Linked DNA regions of Mus musculus: region 1 is linked to region 2. Evidence: chromatin contacts called from public HiChIP or PLAC-seq data. All regions are on one chromosome and are shown on one strand. Each heading gives the region's core, a stretch centred on a gene start, on an enhancer-like site or on the middle of the called end of the contact. The rest is flanking DNA. Distances are from core to core; before and after follow the strand shown. Region 1 overlaps Gm40381 (a long non-coding RNA gene). Region 2 holds the start of Mrpl19 (mitochondrial ribosomal protein L19).

What was found. HiChIP or PLAC-seq counts read pairs in DNA pulled down with a chosen protein or histone mark.
Region 1: an H3K4me3 HiChIP or PLAC-seq map of bone marrow-derived macrophages shows a contact between it and region 2, with 3 times the contacts expected there. The contact joins the enhancer-like site here to the promoter of Mrpl19 in region 2. A contact is called at or near these places in 21 of 39 promoter capture datasets (the 3T3-L1 cell line, 3T3-L1-derived adipocytes, the C10 cell line and 11 more), 5 of 15 datasets of contacts at CTCF or cohesin (embryonic stem cells, liver, pro-B cells and 1 more), 132 of 484 Hi-C or Micro-C datasets (the 3T3-L1 cell line, 3T3-L1-derived adipocytes, the 63-12 cell line and 76 more), 21 of 115 datasets of contacts at active chromatin or transcription factors (astrocytes, bone marrow-derived macrophages, cardiomyocytes and 12 more) and 4 of 9 other capture datasets (adipose tissue, embryonic stem cells, liver and 1 more).

The regions. Positions count from the first base shown.
Region 1 is chr6:82,124,017-82,127,735 of GRCm38.p6, reverse strand. Gm40381 (a long non-coding RNA gene) reads right to left here. Exons shown (of 2, transcript XR_869194.2): 2 at 1,664-1,842. Among named protein-coding and RNA genes, the nearest start is that of Gm40381, 6.1 kb to the right of the region's middle. Within about 2 kb of position 2,400, at least 40 of the 459 cell types and tissues checked have an H3K27ac peak or open chromatin away from gene starts, as enhancers often do. A contact at or near this core is called in the AML12 cell line, Sertoli cells, adipose-derived mesenchymal stem cells and 4 more, where this site is marked.
Region 2 is chr6:81,963,830-81,967,878 of GRCm38.p6, reverse strand. It overlaps Mrpl19 (mitochondrial ribosomal protein L19), which reads left to right and starts at 1,930. Exons shown (of 5, transcript NM_026490.2): 1 at 1,930-2,172; 2 at 3,522-3,640; 3 at 3,811-3,945. The coding sequence starts at 1,952.

The DNA of each region.
Region 1 (3,719 bases), core at 1,151-3,650, 160 kb before region 2:
ACTACGCCGGGGCCTAGCAAACACATAAATGGATACTCACAGTCAGCTATTGGATGGATCACAGGGCCCCCAATGGAGGAGCTAGAGAAAGTACCCAAGGAGCTAAAGGGATCTGGAATCCTATAGGTGGAACAACAATATGAACTAACCAGTACCCCCGGAGCTCGTGTCTTTAGCTGCATATGTATCAAAAGATGGCCTAGTCGGCCATCACTCGAAAGAGAAGCCAATTGGACTTGCAAGCTTTATATGCCCCAGTACAGGGGAACACCAGGGCCAAAAAGTGGGAGTGGATGGGTAGGGGAGGGGGGACTTTTGGGATAGCATTGGAAATGTAAATGAGGAAAATACCTAATAAAAATTTTTTTTCCAGGTGCAGTGGCACATGACTTTAATTCCACCACTCAAGATGTAGAGGCAGGCAGATTTCTGAGACTTTGAAGATAGCCTAGTCTACAGTTGATAACAAATTCCAGGCTAGTTAGAGCTTCATAATGATTCTCTCTTCTCTCTCTCTCTCTCTCTCTCTCTCTCTCTCTCTATATATATATATATATATATATATATATATATATATATATACATATATACATATATATGTATATATATGTATGTATATATACATATATATACATATATATATAATTATGTAAATGTATGTGGTTTAAAAATTTTACATATTTATACATATATGAATTTACAAGAAGTAAATATATATAACATTTTCTCTGACAGTTTATATACACATATGTCTGCATGTTCAGAGATGCTATGTACATGTATAAATCAAAAGATGATCAAGTCAACCTAACATACCCATCAATTCATTCATCTGTCTTTTTATGCTGAAACATAAAACATAGAAATTTATTTCTTAATTTTATGGGTCTGAAAAGAAGGCTCATCAGCCAGGAGCACATACAACTCAACTCTCCAGAGAACCCAAGAGTTCAGTTCTAGCACCCATGCCCAGCAGCCCACAGATGCCTTTAACTCCATCTCTGAGGGATCTTGTGCTCCCTTCTGGCCTCCAGGGTCACTGCACACACAAGTGCACAGACACACGCATGTACACTGCTAAAAAATACCTTTTAAAAATGTTTACTGTGTTTTTATTTTGAGTAAGTGTAAGGCATGAATATGGCCGCAATTGTTCTGTGATATGCAAATACATTGGACATAATGGTTATAGTTTATTTTATATACACCCATACGTGGGATTATAGAATCAAATGGTAGTTCTGTTTTTCCTGAGGAGACTTCATGCTGTCTTCCATAGTGGCTTTTCCGATGTGCACTCCCACCAATGCTTTACTGATACAAGCGTTCCCTTCTCTCCCTGGTATTCCTACCACTTTCACTACTTTGATCGAATACCATTTGACTGTGTAAGATAACTTACTGCAGCTTTAATTTGCATCTTTCTAATAATTACTAAGGCTGAGTATTTCTCCCCAGCTATGACAAATATCATAGGATATCCAAAAGCTTATTCTATTCTTCATTGAGATTTATTCTATGTAGAGCCAACTTCTGAGACAATGTTTCATATTCAGAGGGAGGAGCTTTCTCACTAGTACAGGATAAAAGAGATGGAAATACGCAAGAGGTGTGTCTTAGTTAGGGTTTCTATTGCTGTGAAGAGACACCAAGGCCATGCAACTCTTATTAAGGACAACATTTAATTGTGGGTAGGTTTACAGGTTCAGAGGTTCAGCCCATTATCGCCATGCCTGGAAGCATGGTGGTACAGACAGACATGGTGCTGGAGAAGGAGAAGAGTCCTATATCTGGATTGGCAGACAGCAGGGAGAGCAAGTGAGCCACCAAGCCTGGCTTGACCTGTCAGGGAACAAGAGAGAAGGCAGAAGGGGGTTAAGGGAAATACAAGGGAATGTAAGAACAAAACTTTCTACTATCATGTAAACCAAAGATAGTAGGTGAGAGGTCCCACTGGAACAAGCATTTAACTTAGCATAGCAATGGCATGCAGATTGTCCTGTCTATATGTGTGTGAGTGTGTGTCCATATGTGTGCATGTGAATGTGTGTGTGTGTGTGTGTGTGTGTGTGTGTGTGTGTGTGTGTGTTGTAATGTGTGTGTAAAGGTTGACACAGAATCTCTCACTGGACCTGGAACTCATCAATTTGGCTAGACTGACTGACAGTGAGCACCTTCTTCCCAAGTGCTGGGATGACACGTGCCCACTGACCTGCCCGACCGTACATGAGTACTGGTAATTGAACACTGGGCTTTATGTTTGCTGGGTCATCTCCCTGGCTCTCATATCTTATTCCTTCTAGTCTGTGAAAAGGAAACAAGAGGCCAGGATGAGGAAGCTGGAGAGTTTTTAGCAGACCAGCTGTCTGCTGTGAGTCACAATCAGCTGGTGTGGCAGAGGCAGGGTCACCTGGAAGGCTGAGCTGCTCACTGTATGACTCAGCTGCTGATGTATGCTGAGCTGACACAAAGGCATGACTTAGAAACCCAGCAGTCTAATTAGTAGGCATAACCTGTGTATTTGATTGGGGAAAAGTGAGCTGGCTCAGTGGGGAAAGGTGCTTGCTGCCAAGCCTGGCAACCTGAGTTCCATCCCCCAGACCCACAGGATGGACAGAACCAACTCCCAAAAGTTGCCTTGAATTCCAAGTACAGACTGTGGCTCCTGTACACATATCCATTAGATAAATAATGAATAAAGTAAAGCAAACAAAGATTCTTGGAAACAATTAGAAAGGCCAATGTTTTTCTGATTACAGCATTTGTTCTGAGTCACCAAGACTTGCTGTAACATTTTAATATAGGGTACCATTTTTTTAAGTGGACTCCTTGTGCCTAACTGAATTTTAAAAAGGATCAAAATTAATTCTAATAGTCTTGGAGGTTACCTTGTTTTGTTTTATCTTAAAGATTGATATTACAAAACAAAACGTGGAATTTAAAACAAAAGCTAAATATCTAGTCACTAAATGTACATTATAGAAATTATTTTGGGTCAGCAAGATGGCTCAGCTGGAAAAGGCCATCCCTAAATTCTATAAGACGGTAGAAGGGATCAACTTCTGAGAGTCCTCCCATGGCTTTCCTGGGTGTGCATGCACATACACACATAGATAGATAGATAGATAGATAGATAGATAGATAGATAGATAGATAGAGAGAGAGATAGATAGATAGATAGATAGAGTAGGTGGATAGATAGATAGATAGATAGATAGATAGATAGATAGATAGATAGATAGATAGAGTAGGTGGATAGATAGAGTAGATGGATAGATAGATAGATATGTAGATAGATAGATAGATATGTAGATAGATAGATAGATAGATAGATAGATAGATAGAGTAGGTGGATAGATAGAGTAGATGGATAGATAGATAGATATGTAGATAGATAGATAGATATGTAGATAGATAGATAGATAGATAGATAGATAGATAGATATGTAGATAGATAGATAGATAGATAGATAGATAGATAGATAGAGTAGGTGGATAGATAGATAGATAGATAGATAGATAGATAGATAGATAGATAGATAGATAGATAGAGTAGGTGGATAGATAGAGTAGATGGATAGATAGAGTAGATGGATAGATAGATAGATAGATAGATAGATAGATAGATAGATAGAGTAGGTGGATAGATAGAGTAGGTGGATAGATAGATAGATAGATAGAGTAGGTGGATAGATAGAGTAGATGGATAGATAGATAGA
Region 2 (4,049 bases), core at 681-3,180:
TTCTTTAATTTTTTTCAAACAATTTCTCTCTCTGTCTCTCTGTCTCTGTCTCTGTCTCTGTCTCTGTCTCTCTCTCTCTGTGTGTGTGTGTGTGTGTGTGTGTGTGTGTGTGCTTGCAGGAGTCTATGTGCAGGACATATGTCCTGTTACCCAAGGACACCCAGTGTACATTAGTTTCCCTGGACCTGGAACTACAAACAGCTGGGAGCCGCCTGGTGTGGGTGCTGGGAACTGCTACAAGAGCTGTAAGTGTTCTTACACGGAGCTGTCTCCCAAGCCCCTCTCAACTCAAGAAGGTTTGAAATGGACCCCTTTTAGCTTGTATGCCTCCCAACTGCCCGAGGCAAACTCAGTTTTAGTTCTGGAAAAGGGAATGTTCTCAGTGAGCTCAAGGACTCCGTGGGGGCTATTTGTTAAGAGTGATGGCTTTTCTCTTTATGCTTTGTCCTAGTTAAGGTTTTGTTGATGAAATGAAATATCATGACCAAAGCAAGTTGAGGAAGAAAGGTTGCATTTGATTTACACTTCCATAACACTGGATCTCACTGATGGAAGTCAGAACAGAAACTCAAACAAGGAAGGAACATGGAGGCAGGAGCTGATGCAGAGGCTATGAAGGAATGCTGCTTACTGGCTTGCTCCTCATAGCTTGCTCAGCCTGCTTTCTTATAGAATCTAGAAACACCAGTCCAGGGATGGCACCACCCACAATGGGCTGGACCCTCCCCCATCAATCACTAACTTAAAAAAATGTCCTACAGGCCACCTACAGACCTATCTTATGGAGACATTTTCTCAGTTGGGGGTACTCTCCTCTCTGATGACTCTAACTTTTGACAAAACAGCTAGCATTTATTATTCTGTTTGGAGCCTGTGAGAGCCAGGTAGTGCTGGTTAGTAAGACAGAAGTTAAGCAAAAGAAGATACTCATTGCTCCCCACGGAATTCATAACAACGAACTAAATACCAATAATCAAACAAGAGGCAAACGAAAATTTCCTAAAAGAAGCAACGTTCTACAAGACTGATTAACTAATTAAAACGTGAGTGACTTGAAGCATTGTGGTGCTGCAGATCCAGAGCCCAACTATCTTGGCCCATTAGTCCCTCAAATGGTAATTTATTCCCAACTTACTTGTGAACCAACGGCCTTGTTATTATTAAGGGACTACATTCAGCAACCGCCTCACTTCCATCAACCTGAAGGCTAAGAAGGCCATCAGCGCAACTGAGGCATACAGCAGAGACATCTCCATTTTGATATAGCATTCCTAAATGGGTGTACCTGCCAATGTGTTTAAGGAATGGCTTTCTTGCTCTGATACTATGGAATGCCATGGAATTGTTACATGTAATTGGAACATGGATTTGTGGTGACCTAAATCTTGTGTTCTGAGCCCCTCATTAATACTTGACTCTAGAATAAACTATCTCTTTTGCCCTTTAGGTGACAGTTGTGTTTTTCATGTAGGCACAAGCAAATAAAAGGTGGAACTGAGGAGGCTGGAGAGGGTGGCTCTGCAGTTAGGAACACGTAATTTTTCAGAGGACCCATGTTCAATTTCCAGCATCCACATAGGGTCCCTTGCCACTGCCTGTAACTCCAGCTCCAGGGGATCATATGTCCTTCATGGGCACCTGCAATCACACTCACACACACACACACACACACACACACACACACACACACACTCCACGCACTTCATAGTCACTCACTAAATGCAAATGAGATCACAGTACTTAGTGAAATGTACAAACTTGCTAACCCTGTAGAGAAGTGTAACTTTGCAAATTATGGAGAAGAGGAAAATTATATACATTTACAGGTATAACTCCCTCAAACAAGCGGCGGTACACCGGGAAGCAAGTTTAGTCCCATAGGAGCCACCGTCCGGCCACACCCCATCGCACTGACTTCTGGGAGTTGTAGTCCTTCATTGAGGGTGTAGACATGGCGGCCTCCATGGCAGAAAGTTGTAGGGCGTCCCTGTACCTGGCCCGGAGCGTCCGAATGGCCAGGCCACGGCTTGCTGCCTTCGCATCTGATGCCTGCCGTGTCTGCACGGGCCCAAGCCGATTTCAGAGCACCGGGCCTTCAGAGCCCGGTGGGTTCAAGCCACCGCCGAAACCTGTCATCGTGGACCGGCGCCGAGTCCCGGAAGACGAGAGAAGGTGAGGCGGCCGAGGCCGCGTGGGAGTGCGCACACTTTGATACCCGCTTTATAGCTGGGCTGCACGAAATCGGGTTCCGGGTCTGCCCCTCTCTAGATCACGAAAGACGCAGGCTTGGACTCCCTTCCCTCAGTTTGTCCTAAAATCCACCACGGTGAGCCTTGGCCAACAGATTCTATCCAGGAGGAAGGGTTTGGGGAGGTCAGATCGGCTCAGGCACGTGGATCCAGCACACTCTTTTTCGTCTTACCTACATAAATGCATCTTCAGAAGCTTAACAGTATGGACCCGCAGGGTGGTTCGGTTGTGAAAGTTGCAACCTGTACACCCAAATCCATGCCTAGAACCCATAGAGAAAAGAGAGACCGTACTCCAAAGTTTGCCTTCAAATCCCCACATGAATGTTATGCTGGGCGCTCCAACCACAATACACAATAATTTGTGGGTGTGTATCAGGCTGGCCTTGAACTCAAAAAAGATCTGCCTGCTTTTGCCTCCTAAATGTTAGGATCAAAGGTGGGAATCCCTATGCTCGGTGGAAGATTTCTTTTAAAGTCAGTTTGCAGCTGGTGATTTGTATATATTTTCTCCATATTTATAGCTCAGTGGGAGACTTGTGCTCATTTGCAGACTGAGAGAAATGCAGCGTATTAACTGTGACAAAATTGTAACAAATAGTAATTATGTCAGCGGTTCATCACCTTTACGCTCCAGTTGTGCTTTGTTTTTTTTTTTTTTAAGTAAGATGACAATAAAACATCTAACTGGTCTCAGGATTAATTTATGCTACTATGGGTCAGCTTGCCTGTGTGGTGACAAACACCAGAGACAGCCAGCCTAAAGGGAACAAATTCGTTTGGCTCAGGGTTTGGACAGTTGTAGTTAATTTTGCTTGGTCCTGGCCCTGTCACTTGGGCCCTGCAGTGACACAGTATAGCGTGGCAGGAAGCATTAGCTAGGTAAAAGCAAAGGGAGAAACAGAAAGGGGCCGGGGTCTGTGCCTTGCCTTCAAGGTTAGATGCCCAGTGACATGTTTCCTGTACCGGACTGAAACTCTTTAAGGCTTTCTAAGCCCCAGTAGCTGCCCAGGATGACAGCTAAACAAACCCTTAGCACAAATGCCTTCTTGGACAATAAGGTCCAGACCTTGAGGGCTACTTGATGTATGATAACCATTTAAACACAATGCCTGGTGCGTTCTCAGGAGTGAGCATTAACAATGGTTTTGGAAACCATGGTTTTAGAAATAACATTGCAATCCATATTGAAAGAATAAAATACATCTACATTATACCCATTGTTTTTCTTATGCTGGCCTAAATCACCTTTCATTTTTAATTTTTTTATAGGTTCCTGAGTCCTGAATTCATCCCTCCCAGGGGGAGAACAAACCCTCTGAAATTTAAGATAGAAAGAAAAGATATGCTAGACAGGAGAAAGGTGCTTCCGATTCCAGAGTTCTATGTTGGTGAGTAACGGTGTCTGGCAGCAGGTGTTGGGCGCTAGTTTTCATTGCCTTCAGATTATTGTTCAGATGTCTGGGTTTTGCTGTTATTTATTTCTGACATACTAAGATATAAACCTTATTTGTTCATTCCTGCATCTGTGTCAGAGCTTGCTTCTCTTCTGACTCTGTAGGAAGCATACTTCGAGTCACCACAGCCGACCCCTATGCCAGTGGAAAAACCAGCCAGTTCCTGGGGATTTGCATCAAGCGATCAGGGAATGGGCTCGGGGCTACTTTCACCCTCAGGAACACGATTGAAGGACAAGGTATGTTTCTTCTTGAGCATCCAGAGAGTGAAACTGGGATTTCCCCAAGAGATAATGTGTGCTTTGCCTTGGATACAGATTAGTATTCACTGTTTAACGTGCAT